Regions from separate parts of the Mus musculus genome. Here all the other regions are linked to region 1. A link is a contact called in public promoter capture Hi-C data. All regions are on one chromosome and are shown on one strand. The core of a region is the stretch at or near the end of the contact, and the rest is flanking DNA. Distances in the headings are between cores, read along the strand shown.

Region 1 (3,260 bases), core at 699-3,198:
GGTTATAAAGTCACACTGCAGTCACACTGCAGTCACACTGTGTGGGGTTATAAAGTCACACTGCAGTCACACTGTGTGGGGTTATAAAGTCACACTGCAGCAGCAGTGCAGACGAATGACTAATCGTGTCTCTCATGATAAATATTTGTGTATCCTCGGAAACTACATCACCCTCAAAAACGGTAAATACTAAGAACTAAGGATGGGCCTGGTTGCGCGATGGCAAAATCAATGCACTGCTAGTACGTAATGCCAAGGTCTTTTTGAAAGGCGTTTTAGCAACATGAAGCATTACTGGATGTGGGCTGGATGGCTCAGCAGCTAGGTGCATGCACTATTCCGCAGACAATCTGAGTTGGAGTAGCAGTACCTCAAGGAGTTCACAGCTGCTATCAAGACCAGCTCCAGGGAACAGAGCCTTGTGCCTTCTGAGGGTCCTGCCCACACATGCGCATACATCACACACAGACAAACATTTAAAAGAATATTAAAATAACAAAAAGAGGAACATAAGCCCTTAAGACCTGATAGTTCTACTGGTAGGTTTATAAAAGAGGGTTGCGTTCAACCATAATAAAAATATATGACTGGAATGCACTTATTCTTAATTCCACACAGTTCTGAAAACAATCCAAATGTATTTTTGGATCCGTGGAACACTTACATAAATATCTACATAAATACTTACACATAAAAAAAGGAGTCCTGTTTATACATACAACCTGAATGAATTGCCCTGATTATCTTCGGTGAATGAAGCCACTCAATATTCAACAAAGAAAACAAAACAGACATAGAAAATAGGCACTTGTGATATCTATTCCAGTTGTCAACTAAGGCTACATCTGGAATGAACTAAATCCAGAAATGGAGGGCACATCTGCCCAGATCTTGAGGCTGGAAGACACAGGCTTCAGACATGGGGCGATGTGCTTTTGATCCAGATCTCGAGGCATAGTGGCCATGAAAAGCGTAGGCCCAGGCAAGGTAGTACATACCTTTAATCCCAGGGGAATGAGACAAGTCTCCTGAGTTCAAGGCCAGCTGGGATTGCAAGTTCCAAATCCAGGTGTGGTGATTCATACCTTTAATCTGGGCTCTACCTCCTACTGGAGGACTACATAAGGACAATGGAAGAGGGAATTCTCACTCTTCTTTGCCTGCTTACACTGACTTTCCAGTTGGAACCTACTTCTTCAGGATTCCCGCTTACACAGATGACCAGCGAAAACAACTAGTGTTGAGGGAGTGAGCAACTACTAGATTCCTGGACTTCCCAGTCACAGCTAGCTTCCCCACTTGTTGGGTTAGTAGGAGCGAAACTTTAAGTCCTTACAATAAATCCACTTAATATAAAGGGATACTCCATAAGTTCTGTGACTCTAGAGAACCCTGACTAATACAGCACCTTAAAAAAAGATCCGGAACACACACACACACACACACACACACACACAGTGCGCTCGCATACACCCCAAAGCCTCCTGGTTTGGGTCCGTACACACACACACACACACACACACACACACACACACACACACTGCGCTCGCATACACCCCAAAGCCTCCTGGTTTGGGTCCGTACACAATCCCCTCCTGGCACCCACTCGTTGCGCACACCCAGTCGCTGTCGCCAGTGCAAGGACAGCGAAGCAGCTGCAGGTCTGCCCAGGGCGAGACCTCCATCTTCCGGCCCCACAAGAAAACAGGAGGGGACCGAAGGAGGGGACACCCACTCGCACCCCGAACCTCCTTACCTCCAAGTGCCTCAGCAGCTGAGTGGCGTTCGCCTCCGACTTAACGGCCTTGTACTGACTGATGCTCAGGAGCAGGGACTTCAAGCAGGCGGTGGAATCCATGCCGACGAGCCGGCCTGTCAGCGACCACCGACACCAGCCACCCTCTGTCTTCAGCGGTCGCCGCGCATTTTTTGATTTTTTTTAAGCCCCACCCCTCTTGCGCCTGGCAGCTTCCTGTTCCGGTCGGACTCCGGAAGTCTGGGAGCAGCGGGTGGGACTGCAGTCGGTGATTGGCAGGGTGGGCCTGGGTTCCAGGCGCTGGGGTTGCGGGAAGGTGGCAGGGAGCCATCCCCTCCCACCCCCGCCGCAGTCCCCCTTTGGCGGAGAGGCCGCGAGGTTTCGGCTGGAGGTCCGCGAACACGCGGGAATCTCGCGAGACGAGCTCGTGCGGGCTCATTCTGTGGAGGGCTTCTGGGGCGAACGGGGGTCTCCGTGCCGCGCGGGCTCGGTCCCCGGGCCTTCCTCGGCCTGGGCGCGGCGGGCTCGGCTTTCCGTGCGTGCCTCAGCCTCTGCCCGAGACACGGCCGCTCCCCCCTAGTCTAGACACGGTGAGGAACTCGGAGCCGCCGAAGCTGGGGGTGGGGGCGTAGGTTTGGAGGCGGCGGGAGAGGGGCCTCAGGTTCTGCGGCCCTGGTCCCTGGTGGCCGCAGGCGACTCGCGCAGGCTAAGACCTGTGGCGGTCGGGGTTCCGTGATGAGGCAGCCGGAACTTTACGGTAGGATTTGTCAGAACCCCCCATAGAGAGAGAGCATCCCGGAGTCGCTCCCGGACGCGTTCTTGTCAGCTTTGATGTCTGTAGGCTGAGGGGCCTGTTCTTGTCTGGCGTGATTATTTTGCACATTTCTGTGGCGTCAAAAAAAAAAAAAAAAAAAAAAAAAAAGAAAGAAAGGCACCGTTGAGAATTTTATTATTATTATTATTTTAATCGGAGGTAATGATGTGCACGGATCTAATAACGAAGTGAGTCAGCAACTGGTTCAGGAGCTTAAGCTAGGTTGTGGGATCGAGTAAATGCCCATTTGACTAAGTTCTTCTGAAATTGTGGGAATTCAGGGAACGTTCCTTTTTGTTTTTTGTTTTTTTCTCGTTTGTATTGGTACCTTTTAAAGACGTCATTTATGTTCATATTAAAAGAAAATAAAAGTAAAGCTAACTGATGGCTGGAAAAAGATTGTGCCGTTGAGATAGTCACATGAGAGTTTGTAGCTAGTGCATTCATTCATGCATTCATTCATTCCATTTTAAACAAACATGTATAACGGGGCTAGGGATTGACTGTCACTCAGAACAAAGATGAGGACGTGGTGCCTGCGGAGAAGCAACCATCTAATAATAGTCCAAATAGGAAAGTACTGTTGGAATTCACTACATAAACGAGGAATGCGTCATCACTAAAACGAAGAGCAGCCAGTTTGCTGACAAGTATTTTTGCACCTTTCTCTTTGTGTCTCTGCATTTTACT
Region 2 (3,377 bases), core at 809-3,308, 3.0 Mb before region 1:
GTAAAGGTTTCAACATCACCCATGTGCTTGTCCTAAGTGTGCTCCAGCAGAGCCTATTGTTCACTTGTTAGCCTTATATTATCTAGTAGCAAGGCAACTCCACATAAGACTAAGCAAACTTCCAAACCATACTATACACCCAGCAAAAGTAGCCAATGGTATAAACTGCATATTGGAGTAATACCCAGGGGCTCTGGAACTTGAAAAGCAAGATAATAAGTTAGAAAGAGTAATAAAAAAATAAAAGTCTTTCCTCTGAATTCAACTTTTGCAAACACAGAGTTGAAGAAAAATGGCCCAACCTAAATACAAAGCTCATCACCATAATAGTGATTATTAGCCATACATATAAATAAAACCCGAAGAAATCGCATTCAGGGTGCTGAGGGCCGTGTACACACACTGACTGAACTCACCACTTTGTCCATGAGTTTCCAAGTCTTCTCCACAGTCCTGCGGTCAGCTGCAGCTTGCTTTGGGGGTCCGACTGCATCCTGAATAGCATCAATAATCCCCAAAATGCGACCTTTGCGGGGGTTTCCTCCTCGACCACCAGGATTTCTGCCATTCATAGAATTTGCCATCTGGAATCTTAGTCCTTTTTGCAAGATAGAATTTCAAGAGAGGAAAAGTTAGCTGGATATGAAAGTATTTCCCCAACAGGAACCTGAACTGAACAGGCTCACTTGTACCCATTAATGATATTCTCCGCTGTCTCTGTGACAAAGCCCAGGGTCCCAGATTCAACTTTTTAGTAACCCTGAGTAAGGGCATCCTCCAAGTTAGGAGCCATGACACAAGATTTGCTCTTACAATACTAAAAGTTAAAGATGCATCCTCTGCCCGTGTTCTATGAAGCTACAGCTCAACATCATCAACAAAACAACTTTTAACAGGTAAGAACACAATGTCGTCCCCCCCCCCCCTTCTGCTGTAATCCAGATTCGAAATACTAGAGCTGCAACTCCTAAAATTCACGTTGGGAGCCTCACTTCAGTAGCCTCCTTCACGCTGTTTGATTTCGCCAAGTTATTACATAAATGCAAAGTACTCCACACACGCAAAAGGGACACGTCTCTTGTCAACAAAGGCGGAGGACTTGGATACCCCCCCCGCGCGCCCCGCGCGCGCGCGTCCCCTCTCCATTCCCCCAACACCCCCCCCCCCCGCAAAAGCCAGCAGCTGCGGACACACAAATAGTTCTTTAAAGCAGTGAGGTGAGTAGTTTTTCCCTAGAGCCAAATAAACAAACCAACAAGCAACCCCTTCTTAAAAAGCGGTGAGAACCCGGCAAGGGCGGGCACGCACCGCGGAGTTCACTTCTCCGGTGGTCCCTCTTCTGCCTACCCGGTATCAAGTGGTCCAAAGCTTTGTTTCAGAACGTCTGTACCCTTTCCAGGCTCGGGCCTCTAGCCCGCCACTCAGGGGTCTGGGAAAGAGACGAGGAACTCAGCAAAGATAAAGTAGCCCTAGACCCCGTCCTGGCTTCCCAATCCCACAGCCTGCCCGATCTAGCGCCAGTAGCACGCACCTCCCACCGGCGGCGATCAGCCAGAGTCCGCTCCCTCCCGGGCCCCGGGCCAGCCAGGGACTGCTGTTTAAATCCCCACTTGGCTCAGGCCCGCAGCGGCGACAGCAGCTGGAAGCTAGGGCTGTCCCCTCTCCCTGATGGCCCGCGCCCAGCTGCAGGGCCCCCGAGCCAGCAAGAGACGTCCAACCCCGGGATGACCCATTCCTTCCTCTACTCGGGTCACCGCGGCCGTCCCGAGCCACGCGTGATCGCGGGTCCCACTCCACACACACACGCTGCCCTGGCTGGGGTGGCTCGGGTGGGGACTCTGTGGAATCGCCCTAGGAGAGCGCTCCGGGGAAGGAGCCACCGAGATCTAGGAACACCGAGACGCGGGGACGCGGCAATTACCGTGCAAAAAGCTCCACGCCCGCCCGGCAGTCCCGCGCCACACTCGGGAGGCCGCCGCAGCGCCCGCCGGAGGAGGAGACCACTCACTGGCCACCCCACCCCTGAGCCATCCCCGGAGACCAAGGCGTGGGGCGGAGCTAAGGCGGAGCCTTGAGTCTTCGAACCAATCCTGAGAGGCTGCTTTCTGCCAGACAGCGGGCGGAGCCAATGGGCGGGACGAGACGCTCCTCCCGCGCTACCCCCCAGTCCACGTCCTCCACGGTACACAATGGCCCCAGAGGAAGGCCCACTCCACTGCGTCCCACTTGGAGAAGAACTCGTTGGGAAATGGACCTAGGCTAGCCTGGAACAAAAGTGGAACGAGGAAAGGAACTGAAAAAGTAGCAGCAAGGCGCCGGGGAGCTAACCAATGAGGGGTGCGCAGGTGGGCGTGAGCGCCCCGAGCGGGAGTCTAAGCCAACTGGGGCTAAAAGGCGGGACTTCCTGCCTCACTCACCTTCCTAGTCTTTGTTTCATAGCAACAGAGTAGAGGCTGCCAGGGTGGTGCTGCTTTTCAGCTCTGGGCGGGTCCCAGGCTTAAGAAATTCATCTCCCTAGGGCTGCCAAACTGCTACCCAGGAGAGCAGCCAAATAGGTCCAAGACCATGTTTCTTGTTGACTGTCAAATAAAGAGCAGCAGTCCCATAGCTCCTAAGATGAAGGTTACCCTCACATAGAGTAGGCTAGGAGTAAAACCCGAGTGCCAACTAAAACTTCCTAAATTTCTGAAATGTTTCCCTTTTACTATTAGTTCTAGAAGGATTCCAGATCAAACATCAGGCTGATGAGAAAGCAAATACTTGACAACTCTCAGCTAAATAGTCTCTGTAAATCGTCCCAGGACAGTAAAAACTCCACACAATGGGGATTACTAATCTGTTTGACACCTTTATATTCCAAACAAGTTTTCCCCTGGATTCCAGTAAAGAACTCTGCTGTTGGATTTTTGCCAGAGTCACTTTTCTTCTATGTAGATGAATCTTCATTTTAATGACAACCCTGTTTCTGCCATCCTCTTCCAGTGTTCGTCTCTTTCTGGGCTCCGTCCTTGATAGCCGTGTAAAAGAAAACAGTCTGGTAACGCTTACAGTGAAATGCCAGGGCCCTTCTGTCATCAGAATCACACATTAGACAAGTTCCATGATTCTCTCTATTTGGTTCACCATGCTCGTACCATTTGCCCCAGGTTTACATACCTGGGAGTGATTTCCTCTGTCATTGGTAGTATGGATACACCTCACACCTTGAGCTCCTGGGTGTAATACTTTGCACTTTTTAAAAATGTCATACGTGCATACATGCATAAGCATACATATGTACATACATACATACATACATATAAGCATTTTCTAACCAACTATCCTGATAAATGTGTCTCAGTGGTTCTGCCAATCCCTAATAAGTATTTTAGTGCTAC
Region 3 (3,025 bases), core at 69-2,568, 3.3 Mb after region 1:
AAAATTATTTTGAAAGATGTCAGAATCCAGAGACCCTAGTATCACAATTAATTGAATTATTTTCTATTGCCATTGATTCACCCCCTTCCCTGCCATTCCCCCACCCCCTTGTTAAAAAACAACAACAACAACAACAACAACAACAACAACAAAACGGTGCTATTGAAGGTAACACAGAGCCTTATGAACTCCTGTTTGAAGGGACTCTAGCCACCTTGAGCATGGCAAACATGTCTCTGGAAGGCCTGGTCCTTCTCTCTCATTTCCTCTGCCTTGCTAGAAACTGTAGCCCCCAAGGTCTATTCCCTTATTTGGTCACTTCCTGCTAAACCTAGTCCAGAAATCAAAGTATTTAAGTCCAGCAATCAAAAGCCCCCTTGTGGCTGTCCTAACTAACCTGTCCAATTAAACACCTCATCCGTACATGGGGTTCACCCTTTAACCTTTATAAACAGCCATATTCCTATGAGCCATGTCTGTCTCCTGTCGATTCAGAGGCAGTCCTATGTGCCCCCTCCCCCAACAAAAAAACCCTTCCTCCTCTCTTCTTTCCTCCTTCTTCTCCCTCCTCCCCATTTCTAGTCTTTGTCTTTTGCTCTCTGCCCTTTGTGTCTCTGGGGCAAATCTCCTTTTTGTGCTGGGAATTTGGTCTTGGGATGTCTTGCGCCAATATTTAGAATAGTCATAAAGGGCATGATAGTTCAAAGCGTACTGAAAATTGTGTGTATTATAATAACATGGCCAGATTGCCTGACAAAAGACTTTAGATAGTTACCCATCAAGCAACCATATGTGAATGAGTGTTTTCAGTAATTTTGCCTGTGGCTGCTCCTTTGAATTTTCAGCAATCTGGTGAGTGGGAAAATGTTTGGGAGAGATCAAAGAATGTTGATGCGACTCCAATGATGTGACTTTAAGATTAAGGTCGCCTCTTGGAAACCTTTCCCCCATAGCTGAAATGGAGTCATAGGGAATGAATGGGTAAGGCAAGAAGCCTAGCAATTTTTGTCCCAGGTCTTTGGTTTCTCTGGATGATAACACGGTTTCCCATCTATGCACGCTCAATTTGACCCTGGCTCCTCTCCGACATTTCCGCAGCTTACTGCGAAAAATACCGGCCAAGGCCGCCCAATGTCACAAGCCAAATGCCCTTTGGGGGAGACAGAACAACCCAGTAGAGACAGCAGTACCCCAGACAGCACCTTTGCGCATGCGTCTCCGCGCCCGGGGGCGGGGGGGGGAGGAGGTGAACAAATCCCACGTGATGCTTGTAAGCAACCCCCACCCCCACCCCACCCCGCTCCCCGCGGACTGCGCGTGCGTGACCTCGGGACCGCGCGACCTGCGCGCGTCTGTAGCGGGCGCAGGGGCAGCTGGGAAGATGGCGGCCTGGGCCCCTTGTCGGAGGTGGGGCTGGGCGGCTGTGTCCTTCGGCCGGCACCCGGGCCTGAGCGCGTCACTAGCTCGGAAGCCCCCACGGGCATGGTGGCTCTCAGGTTAGTGTACGGAAGGTGGGGCACTGGGGCTCTTTGGAAGGCCCGGCGACCGTCCAGTGCCCGTCTGGAGCCGGCTTGGCGCGCCATTTAAAACTGCTCTGGCTGTCTCGGCACTGAACGCTGCTGGGCAAGGCTAGGGGAGTCTGCTTTTCTGCTGAGGCCCTGCGGCGTTCTTGGAAGTCCTTGTTAGCGGTTACACTGCGATTTAAGGAGTTCCTACGTCCTCTGAATCAAACGTCAAGAGCAGAAAGAAAAAAAATAAGATGTGCATTTAATGTGTTTGGTTATTAGCTGCTCCTAGAGCTTTTCATATGGATATATGTCAAGTGGTTAGCCTTGCCTGTCATGGACTTGAGGAAACAAAGTATGTATGTATATACATGTAAATGCTGTCTTTAGACCTAATATCTGATTGTTCTTGTTTAAAGAATTGGAGTTACTCTACAATGGAAGCTAAAATGTGGATCAGTAGTATTACATGCGTAGAATACATGATTTGTGTACATGTATAGTTATCCTTAAATAACATCCTTGGTGTCCTCTTCACATCTTGCCACACAGCTATTAGATAGCTACATAGTGCTTGGAATACTAATGCCATTATATAACAAGTTTAGTTTTTTCAAGTATGTAATCGGTTTAACTTAACACTGTACATACACACACACAAGTATGTCAGTTCGATAACAAGAGTAAAATATATTTTTAAATTTCTTTAACAGTATTCATTGACAATATATGCATCAGGCTTTCAGCTAATCTATATTATATAAAGATGATTTATAGATTGAAGGTTGGATCTGTTGTTTTATAGCTAACAAACATCACTTCAGAGTAACTGCCTGAAATGAAATTTATTTGTTGGGAGGTAATGTCTGAAAGGGGATAAAAGGATACTTTGAGTATATAATTAAAGAAATGGAAAATGAACATTAATATTGATACAATCTATTGACCAGTAAACTGATCCCCTGTAGCCTTGTTTTAAATCCAGTTTTAAACTTGGCACATTTTTCCAGAGACTAAAACCTTGAATCTGTTTGACACAAACAAGGGATAACTTTAAAGCATTTGATTCTTTGTGTGTGTTTGGGGTCGGGGGTATGGATTGTTGATGTTTGTGAGACAGGGTTTCACTACATAGCCTCTGTCTTTCCTACAACTCATTGTACAAAACAAGGTGACCTGGAAATGGTAGTGGCCCCCCCGCCTGTGGCTCTTGTGTGTGTGGTTATTGGGGTGCACTGTCAGACTCTCTACTCATTATTTTTTTTCTCGAAAATAAACTGGACAGATTAAAAATGGGAAAAAATCTTAGCAGTACACATGGGAGAGACCCAGGCGCTTTCATTAGCAAGATGAAGGGCTAGTAAGACTGCTTAATCTTTTTCTTTTTTAAATAAAGGACTAGCAAAGATGGATCAGCAAAGTAAGCCCTGTAAGGTTCCCCATTTGTCCTGCCATATGTAAATAGTTCTAAGGTATATATGTGTTCCATTTACCAAAAGCCAGCCAACAGAAGTAAACGC
Region 4 (3,173 bases), core at 371-2,870, 3.8 Mb after region 1:
GTTCCAGATTCTTCAAACTTGATCCAAAAATGTATTTTTTTCAAAAGTATTTTATTTTATTTTACTTTATTTTTTGGTATTTTTCGAGACAGGGTTTCTCTGTGTAGCACTGGCTGTCCTGGAACTCACTCTGTAGACCAGGCTGGCCTTGAACTCAGAAATCCGCCTGCCTCTACCTCTCAAGTGCTGGGATTAAAGGTGTGCAACCCCAACGCCTGGCCCAAAAGTATTTTGGTAATAATTATTGGAAAGCATTCCCCCCTTGCCAAGGAAAGATCGAACAGCCTACTCTGCCCATCAGCAGATTTCACCCCTGCACTAAGATTGGTAAAATTCTAACTGAAAGCTAAGTACAGAACAAAAACTACGCAAAATTATCTGTTTCTCTTTTACTGCTTGCTTTTTACAAAGCAAAATCAAGTTACCGTATGTAGCCTAGAAGGTGTAAGAAAGCTCTGAATGAAGCCCTGAAATTTTACTTTTGAAAGCAAGTAATCCAATCTGTGCTAACAGCTAACCTATCACAACTTTCACCTAAAAATGTCAATAGTGTTTCCAATCTATACAATATACAATCGGCTGTGCTGAACTGTTGCTGTAGGATCACTCAAGTCCAAGATTAATAATCACTTACGGCTACCTTAAAGGCTTGAGAAACGTCAAGTTTCGCTCTAGTTCGGCTCAGAGTTACTAACATGTCACAGTTTACTATGTTCCTCTGAAACCTAAGCAAGTTGGGAATTAGATCACCCGAAAAGCAAAACTTCCTATGAAACTTGGAAGGAAACGTGGCATGCTGTTTAGCCACCAAGCTGTCATCTTTTCAAAGGTTAACCCAGTCTACCTATTTAAAAGACTATGGATGTCAGAACGTTCGTACCTCTGCTCCGCACCACCTAGCCGTGCACTCCAAGGCGGCACTGATCAGTGGAGACAGCAGGCACCCAGTTTCACTCTAGTGGAAGCGGGGAAGCCAGCAAGCCTTGGGACTGGCCCAGGAGCCCAAGGCAAGAGGCAGCACCCGGCCGCGCGACTCGCCCCTCCACCTTCTACACCCCGTCCACGCTGGGGACCGGGACTTGGGCAACCAGGGCAGAGCAAGCCAGACCCTCCCCGCTTACCTTGAGGACCGGGGTCAGGTACTCGGCCACTTCCAGAGCCTTTCCCTTCACCGTGTTGATCACATTCTGCATCCTGGGGCTGGAGCAGCGATAGGGCACGGAGGGACTGTCGCAATCCGGGCCACAGGGGAGTCAAAAACTGCCCCGGACGTGCCCGACTGGCATCGAACCTCGCAGCGGCACCGGCCCGGCCGGGGGGGAGGGGCGGCGACACGCGGAGGCCCGGCCCAGCTGTCACCTGGCCGCCACCGCAGAGGGCCCAAGCCGGCTGAGCGAGAGGCGGGTGCGCGCGCAGCCCCCGGCCTTCTCCAAGCTGTCTCTCTTCCCCGGAGCTCCACTGAACACCCCTTCCGGCTTCCCCTTCCTCTTCTCACACTCTCCCAACAGCCCCGCCGCCACCTAAGGCCTCACGTGACTCGACTCTCCCAGGACACGTGACAAAAGGAGGCCCGCGGGGGCGGGACCGGCCGGCCTCTGCTCCCTCCGGCCCGCCCCCCGGAAGCGCTGGAATGAGCGCGCCTGCGCAATGGCCGCTCAGGCTGCTCTTCCCTAGCGGGCGGCTCTTAGCTTTGTATTCCAGCCCTGGAAGGCAGCGTGAGAAGGGTTGATTTTTATTGTTTTTTGTTTGTTTTTGTTTTTGTTTTTTGTTTTTTGTCGCCTTTGCTCCCGGCTCATAGTTTCCCCACCAATGGGCCTTCAAAACCTACTGCTGCTACTACGAACTTAGGCAGTCACTATGTCGGCTCTATGATGTCCGTTCTTGCACTAGAACCTTCCCTGAGCGACTGAGGTAACCGCGCCCTCGCGGGCTGAGTGTTGTGGCTCGAGCGTGTTAAGGGGCTTGGGAGCCGCCCGCGATTCCTATTGCGCATGTGTGGGAGGGTTTCCCTGACAGTGAGGGAAACCTGGTGGAGGTGGGAGGAGTGCTGACCCATTGGCCTTCTGTCCATTGGCTTGTGCCCACCTGCTCTCTGATTTGGGCCTGTGTCTGCGGCCCTTGACGGCTCTATGTTCCCATCCTACCTGTGCGCGTTGGGCAAGTATTTACCCTGCCTGGAGTTTCGTGACCATCTGTCGTGAAAGACCGACCAGTTAGGCTCACTGACCCAAGATGAGCCTTCTGGTCCCATCCTGGTTCACTTAAGAGTCATTAGCTGTGATTCAACTATTTGCACTGAGGTCGCTTCTGTAAAAGAATCGTTCCCAGTGAGCTCTTTTTCTGCTCTGAAAGGAAAGGCCATTCCAAAATTCATTCCTTGTGGACCAAAGTTAATACGAATAAACTGCTTTTCTGCAGTCCCAAACTGTCAGTTACACATTTCCTAACTTATTTCCAATCTGGCCATCCCCTCTCTGTCTTGAGACTTGCCTCTCCTATCAGATGTTGGCAGTATGGTTTGTTTCCTTTAAGTCCTCTCTGTTGTCCTCGGCTGTCTTCCGTCTGCTGTAGTTGTGGCCAGACTTCTACAGGTTTCCTTTTCTATTCTTCACAGTCTTCAGTCTTTGCATTGTGTTTAATCCTTAGGTCTGCCGACGGGGCTGCTCATGAAAGTGATCTTCTTAAGGCAATTAAAAACCCGTGGAATGGAAAGAAAATGCTCCAGGCGCCCTGGGTTAGGCCCACCAACGCTGTACACATTCCTGCTAGGCATTATATTCATTACTCTAAGTTCAAGTCGAATCTTACTGGTAAAATACTCTGCCAATGAAGGTGAGTTAAAATGGAAATGTGTATGGGGTGCTTTTAATCATTTGCCTGGTGTTCTTATGAATAAATTATACGTGATGCCTTTTAAAGTACTATGCTTTGTGTCCATGATAAAGTGTATTGAAAATTTAAACTTTAACCTTGTGTGTTCCTTGGCAACATTTTTTTAACCCTGGATGAAATTTGGATCATTTAAGTGCAAGGTAAAGCACAGTGTATCTAACATCTGATTATACCCAGATGCCCAACAAGTGTTTCTGGATTTCTAGTAAAACATACAACTATAGCTTATTTGGAAATACAATATATTTGTTTAGTTATCTAGTTGGGCTCCTACTTGTGAA
Region 5 (2,976 bases), core at 347-2,846, 4.9 Mb after region 1:
TTCTAATGTTACGGAAGATTTGCAAGATTAAACCTCAACTTTGCTAACGAAGAGCAAAAGCAGCAGCTCTCCTCCTTGCACTGGAGGGGGGGGGCAACACACACACACACACACACACACACACCACTGAAGCAATAGCTCCACCTACTGATCCATGGCTACTTCCTTAAACATTTTGGCACCCCAAAGTCTACACCGCTCCAGTTTATTCCCCCTCCCCTCCCGACCGCCCGCCTTCCTCCACTCGCTCTGACCCAACCCAAGTCCGTTGAGTCACTAGCTCCTAGCACTCATCCCCCGTGCTCTTTATTCCAATTCCTTTTCCCTCCAGAAGGTTCTGCACGGCCCACAAGTCTTAAGAAAACCCGCAACGTGTCAAAGCCCGCGGCCACAGCGCCGTTCCCGGATCTGGAGGAGCACCTTCAGGTGGCTCGGTGGTGCGCTCCCGGGAAGAGGCCCCCGGGCGCCTCATTCCTCCTCCCCGTGATCTCAGGCGGTGCACACACGTGAAACCGTGGACTCGCGCCCTTGCCTCCGTCGGCCCTTCAGCCCGCCAACAGCCGGCCTAGCCTCCGCCCCCCTCCGGGAGCCGCGGGACCGGGGAAGCCCGGCCATGACCCTCCGCCCGGGCTTCGCGCGCGTCTCTTCCCCGCAGCGCTCTCCCTGTCCATCGACCCACGCCCCTCTCCTGGGCCCCGGCCGCCGGGGTCCCCCCCACACCCCCGCCAGCTGCCCTTCCTCACCCTTTCATCTTCCCCGTCTGCTGAGGCCGTCGTTACAGCCGCCGCCAACGCCGTCGTCCTCGTCGCCCGGAGCTCTCCGCCCGCGCCCTGAGCTCAGACCACTCAACCCCACACGCCGGTCTTTTGGCTGAGAAGCCAAGCCAGGCCCTGAGGCTCCGGGAGACGCGGGGAAATCTGCCGCCGCGCTGCCGCCGCCGCCGCTCCTCCACACGTGCACTCGGGACACTCGGCTCCCGCCCGCAGCTGCCGCCAGCCAGACCCGCCGCCGCGCTGTGACCTTTCACCCCGCCCCTCAACGCGCCGGCGCGGCCGCCGCGTCGCGCGCAGGCGCAGTGCTCCGCGCCGCCAGGATTCCCCGCCCCCCGCTCTCCAGGGGCCGGGCCTACGGCCCGCTAGCTCCTCCCACCCTTTGCGACACTCTCTAGGGGATCTGGCTTGGTAGGCTCCGGCGGCAAAATCCGGATCTTTCCACCCTTCTCTCGCTTTCAAGCCAGCAGGATCAGCCTTTCCCGCCCCCCACCCCGATTCCTTTCTAGCCCTCCAGTGACCTTCAAACCCTCTGGCCGACTAATAGGGTTTTGTAAAACGGATTCTTCTCAATGTAAGAAAGCCCATGGGAACTTGCAGTAAATGTGTTTTAAATTCAAAAGGTAGTGATGGGTCCGGATAACTTGGCGATCCTCCAGCAGGCAAACCTCACAGGGTTTTTTTTTTTTTAAATCACGTGATAGGCTTAACGTCTTCCAGCCCAGGATTTTACTGGGGCCTTAGAGGCGGGACTCATGGCCATTTCCGGTCCCTAGAGCGTGACTTAGCGTCACTTCCTTAGCAATGCACTTTAACCCTTGCCATCCTCGTCTTCTGTACTGTAGTTTCTGTAACCCCCGTCATTGTAAAAAAAAAAAGAAAAAGAAAAGAAAAAGAAACTAACGCTTTTCTGAAGTCGCGGAACCATTCACATCCAAGGCGGTCCGCAAAGATTTAAGCCTGCGAGACGCGGCGTGACGGGCGAGGGGAAGCGGGGTGGGGCTTGAGGACACATGACTAGCTAGGACTGGCCCGCCTCCTGCAGCTGAAGACTTCCCCTCTCTCAGTGACAGAGCCTCTGGGTCCCGTCTAGGTACACTTTCTGCATTTCGAGCCCGGGCAGGTGAGGTGCGACAGGTAACTCGTGGCTGGTGGGGACGATTGACAGGGTGAGAGCAGATAGGGTGTGTGAATCGCGGCCTGCGGATGCTTGGGGCTCCCTTTCCGTTGTCCTCCTGCACGGGCGAGGAGCTCATTTCTGCTAGACCCCTGGCCCTTCACCATCACCGTGGTCCATTGACTAGGGATTATGATGCCCACCTTTTCCCTGGGTTGAGAGCGAGTACGGCCATTATGGTTCCCTATTTGGAGCCTTTGGGGCTGATTCAGGTGGTAGGATTGTGTTAGCTATTTCTTGGGGGTCTGCAACAACCGACGGATCCCATTCCCCTAAACTCCTTCCTTGGGAAAGGCCATGGCCCGGGTGATCCGGATGGTAGGAAAACCCCGGGAGGCAGAGGCGTCTCCGGTGAGACAGGCTTGGGAGGGGATGTCACTGAGATGGCCCTCACTGCAGAGTCACACTGAAGGGCTTTCCCCACAAATGTGCGTTCTCAGTGATCCTAAGGGTTTGCCGACATCCTTGCAGAGGTTCAGGGAGTCTTCAGATGAGACTGGAAGGGTAAGAGCGGGCCTTACACCTTTTTTTTCGGAGAGAAGGTGGTTGTACTCTCCTCAGAACAGGGTGTTGGTAATGCGACAGTCTCGGTTGGTTGGGAAGGTGATGAAAGGTGGTGTTGCCTTGTTGGGCTGGAGACCCAGACTAGCTTATGGGAAAGTGACGAGGTTTTCCCGAAGGGGAAGTAATTTTACGGAAACTGATCAGGCTGAAAACATCATTAATCCAAATCCATGTGTGTATAGTTTAAAGACTAGAAGATCGAGTCTAGACATTACTGACTTCATGTTTTCTGCCTGTGGGTCATTCCTTTTTGACATTTCTTTTAAGTCCTACATAATTGCCCTTCCCAGTCAGTTTAAAATTTGTGAAGTAATGCTTGTGCTCTTAATTCGCTTTTGCATTTGTTAAAAAATTCAAGTGACCCTTCTCAGACTTGAGAGTGCATAATATTTTGTGAAAATACAGAAATGGTTTTGCCTAGGGTTACCCAACCCTTTGTACTCCATTTTATGTGCACCGTAGTAG
Region 6 (3,243 bases), core at 654-3,153, 3.6 Mb after region 1:
ATATTCAAAGGTACCCCAATAGAATGACTTGCACACACAAACACACGTCCTCATGCATACTTATGAAATGCCATCTATAAGAAAAGAGTATTGTTGGCACCAACATAAAAAATAACCTCCCATGGTTGCTCACATCTGTATTCCCAGTACTCGAGAGGCTAAGGTAGAGTATGTGTGCTATCTGGGCAGCAGAGAGTACTGAGAAGGAATAGGATGCAGTCAGAGGGAAGGGACTTGAGGAAGACCTTTGGTTTAGACTCTCTCCACATGTCTGTCTGTGGGTCTCTGAACCAGATTTTATCTGTTGCTGCCTCTCTGATGACAGCTGGTCAAGGCCCCAATCTATTAGTATAGCAGAATGTCATTAAGAATCATTCTTTTCTTCCTTCCATTTTTTCTTCTTCTTCTTCTCTCTCCCCCTTTCTCTCTCTCTCTTTCTTTCTTTCTTTCTTTCTTTTTCTTTCTTTCTTTCTCTCTCTCCCTCTTTCTCTCTCTCCCTCTCTCTCTTTCTTTCTTTCTTTCTTTCTCTTTTTCTTTCTGTCTTTCTCTCTCTTTCCTTCTTTCTTTCCCCAGCTGTGTTTGGTTCTACCCTAGGACTCTGGGCTTTCCATTATCTGGTTCTTGACCATCCAGGCAATATAGGTACAAGCTCTCTCTTATAGGGTGGGCCTCAAGTTAAACTAAACATTGGTTGGTCACTCCCTCACATTTTCTACTAAAATCTCATAGGCAGGACATATTGTGGGTAGAGGATTTAGAGGCAGGTTTAGTGTCCAGGTTTGTCTTTTCATGGTCTGTAGAATACCTTCTCACACCAGAGAGACTAGAGTCTAGAGTCCAAACCTCAGCTCTAGCCTCTCTATGTTCAGTGAGCTGAATGAAAGTTGACCTCAGCAATGGGTCCCACTGTCAGGTTTTAGAGGGTGACCTTCAGTTGTAGGTCCCAAGTCTCTCTCTCCTCTCTCTCTCTTTCTCGATCTCTCTCTCTCTCTCTCTCTCTCTCTCTCTCTCTCTCTCTCTCTCTCTCTCTCTCTCTCTCTGCTTTATACTTGTGATTGAAGATGTGATCTCTCTGGCAGCCTGGTACCATGCCTCCTGGTCACTTAGAGACTCTCCTCCTGTAGCTATAAGCCCAACAAATCTTTTTCCACAGGTTTCTACTCTAGTACAGAAACAGAAATGTCACCAATATAGTCAATCGTTTCTGTAAAGCTTTCATCAAGGAAAAACCTCAGTTCCAGGGCTTCCTGTGACTCATTTGATCTGTCCCTTGGTTCTCATCTGTTTTAAGGAATACTGCAGGACAATCTGATTAGCAGAAAGAAAGTGCTTTTGGGTTTTCAGGAAGTGTGTTCACAGGTAACTCTGAGCCCTTAGGACCTCTAAAGCTCTAGATGAGGTACCTGGTAACCACACACACACACACACACACACACACACACACACACACACTCGCACTGGCCTTTAATATAACAAATCGTAAAATAAAGTTTTCCTTTTTTTTTTCCCCCAGGGTGTCTGTATGAAGCTCCTTACCTTCCCCCTACACACACACACACACACACACACACACACACACACACTATTGTTCTGTTCTCCGTGTTTATCTTTTGCTGTACAGAACCACAGGATGCACCAGGTTTCTGACTCAAATTACTGTCCACTCAAGTTAGTTCCCACTCTGATTTTTCTGTATGGACTACGTCACCCTATACTGCCATTTGGCACGGGAGAGAGGCCAGTGATGGGAATGCAGACGAAACATGCATACACATGTAAAATAAGATAAATAAATCTAAAATGAAAAAAATATAGAGTGATTCTTTCACATTTTTGCTATATTACTCTAAAAGGCGAGAACCTGGCGGGGGCGGGGGCAGGGGCTAGGGATGAGGTTGTAGAGGGCGTGGTTGGTTGGTCGTCTCTTCCTCCACACTAGAGGAGCTGTAGAGTCTGCCTGTGCAGTGGAGGGGGCTCTCTCTACGGCGAATAGTAGTGTCCCTGCTCACAGGTGTTGCGGAGATATCCTCCATCGTGGAAGAGCTCAGACCCCGAGAAGCTGGTGTCTAGCTGCGGCCCAGAGCAAGGATGGGCAGTCTGGTGAGTGGAATCTGAGATGCGAAGGAGGGCGGAATGGGCGATCTGGAGCCGCGGCTCTCAGAAGCCAGTGGAGCCTGCGAGAAAAGCAAGGAAGCTGTTCTTTGGAGAAGTGGTATCCGGGGCTCGGAGCTCTGTAAGGAGGCACCGGCCGGAGAAAGCCCGGGGAACGCGTGTATCTAGGGTGGGCGGCTTTGCTCCTTGCTGCGATTCCATTGCGAAAACACGGCCTGAGCTCCATGGCTCCCAGAAGGGGAGGAGTAGCTCTTTGCGTCCCCTATGTTGGTCCTTAACCTGCAGCAGGGGTGTAGCCTAGTAATCTCGCTTGCTCTCTTTCTCACCCCCTCTCTTGCTGCATTTCTGCTCCTTGCCTAGGAAACCATGAAGCATCTAGCAGTACTGCAGCGAGCAAGCCACAGCTTAGTGGTCTTGTTAAATGCCAAGGTATTTAGAGGAGAGGCCGACATTTTGAGTCTTTGGTACTGTTTACAAGGCAGAAAATTTTAAAAGGAAGGGTGGTCATACGCCTTATTCTTTATACACACGGAATTGGTAGAATTGAATGCGAATCTAAACGCAATTAAACCCCAGGTACCACTTTTCATCAGGCTGACAAAGACCGACTTGTGTTACCTTTCTTAACAAAGAGGAATGTGGATCTGTCAGCTAGATGCTCTTAATGTTCAAACAAGGAATTGCTTTCTGTTTTACAAAGAATCGGAGAGAGAGGTTCTTTTTTTTCTCTCCAAGTCTCTGTGGCTGCAATGAAATAAGGTACAAAATCAGACCTAGAAAGAATAGGGGAATGGGGCTATGCACCTAGCAGCTGTGGAGTTGTCAGCTAAGACCCAGGAGCTAATGAACATCCACCTTCTTGATAAGAATTGTAGGAGGATTTTTTTTTTTGAATCTTCATGATTGGACTCTCTAGTTAATTCTTGATTGGTTAATCTTTTAGCATCCGTTAAATTCTGGGCACTGTCTTCAGGGTTTTAACCGTGGAATTGTCACCTCACACCTGTGATATTGCTGCAGCACTGACTTGCTGGGTTTGCAGTAGGCAAGCTCCTAGGATCTTTACCATTCAAAAATGCTATTTAATAAAGATTTTTGTATATTTGCATATGCACAATAAGATCTCTTGGG

Evidence for each region. Promoter capture Hi-C pulls out the DNA fragments that hold promoters and counts their contacts.
Region 2: a promoter capture Hi-C map of pre-B cells shows a contact between it and region 1, with 5 times the contacts expected there. The contact joins the promoter of Cblb here to the promoter of Cip2a in region 1. A contact is called at or near these places in 1 of 39 promoter capture datasets (pre-B cells) and 2 of 484 Hi-C or Micro-C datasets (pre-B cells and rod photoreceptor).
Region 3: a contact with region 1 is called in a promoter capture Hi-C map of pre-B cells. The contact joins the promoter of Abhd10 here to the promoter of Cip2a in region 1. A contact is called at or near these places in 6 of 39 promoter capture datasets (the 3T3-L1 cell line, the C10 cell line, cranial neural crest and 2 more) and 2 of 484 Hi-C or Micro-C datasets (the G1E-ER4 cell line and pre-B cells).
Region 4: a promoter capture Hi-C map of pre-B cells shows a contact between it and region 1. The contact joins the promoter of Slc35a5 here to the promoter of Cip2a in region 1. A contact is called at or near these places in 4 of 39 promoter capture datasets (the C10 cell line, cranial neural crest, frontonasal cranial neural crest and 1 more).
Region 5: a promoter capture Hi-C map of pre-B cells shows a contact between it and region 1. The contact joins the promoter of Atp6v1a here to the promoter of Cip2a in region 1. A contact is called at or near these places in 2 of 39 promoter capture datasets (cranial neural crest and pre-B cells).
Region 6: a contact with region 1 is called in a promoter capture Hi-C map of cranial neural crest. The contact joins the promoter of Cd200 here to the promoter of Cip2a in region 1.

What each region holds. Positions count from the first base shown.
Region 1 is chr16:48,992,876-48,996,135 of GRCm38.p6, reverse strand. It overlaps Cip2a (cell proliferation regulating inhibitor of protein phosphatase 2A), which reads right to left and starts at 1,948. Exons shown (of 21, transcript NM_172616.2): 1 at 1,757-1,948. The coding sequence starts at 1,858. Dzip3 (DAZ interacting protein 3, zinc finger) reads left to right here and starts at 1,994. Exons shown (of 32, transcript NM_001110017.2): 1 at 1,994-2,346.
Region 2 is chr16:52,030,230-52,033,606 of GRCm38.p6, reverse strand. Cblb (Casitas B-lineage lymphoma b) reads right to left here and starts at 2,058. Exons shown (of 18, transcript NM_001033238.1): 1 at 1,922-2,058; 2 at 417-598. The coding sequence starts at 584.
Region 3 is chr16:45,741,248-45,744,272 of GRCm38.p6, reverse strand. It overlaps Abhd10 (abhydrolase domain containing 10), which reads left to right and starts at 1,318. Exons shown (of 5, transcript NM_172511.4): 1 at 1,318-1,496. The coding sequence starts at 1,382.
Region 4 is chr16:45,157,120-45,160,292 of GRCm38.p6, reverse strand. It overlaps Slc35a5 (solute carrier family 35, member A5), which reads left to right and starts at 1,620. Exons shown (of 7, transcript NM_028756.4): 1 at 1,620-1,911; 2 at 2,647-2,832. The coding sequence starts at 2,667. It overlaps Atg3 (autophagy related 3), which reads right to left and starts at 1,464. Exons shown (of 12, transcript NM_026402.3): 1 at 1,122-1,464. The coding sequence starts at 1,193.
Region 5 is chr16:44,137,879-44,140,854 of GRCm38.p6, reverse strand. It overlaps Atp6v1a (ATPase, H+ transporting, lysosomal V1 subunit A), which reads left to right and starts at 1,596. Exons shown (of 15, transcript NM_007508.6): 1 at 1,596-1,893. It overlaps Naa50 (N(alpha)-acetyltransferase 50, NatE catalytic subunit), which reads right to left and starts at 1,064. Exons shown (of 5, transcript NM_001347239.1): 1 at 744-1,064. The coding sequence starts at 751.
Region 6 is chr16:45,407,713-45,410,955 of GRCm38.p6, reverse strand. It overlaps Cd200 (CD200 antigen), which reads left to right and starts at 1,903. Exons shown (of 6, transcript NM_010818.3): 1 at 1,903-2,100. The coding sequence starts at 2,089.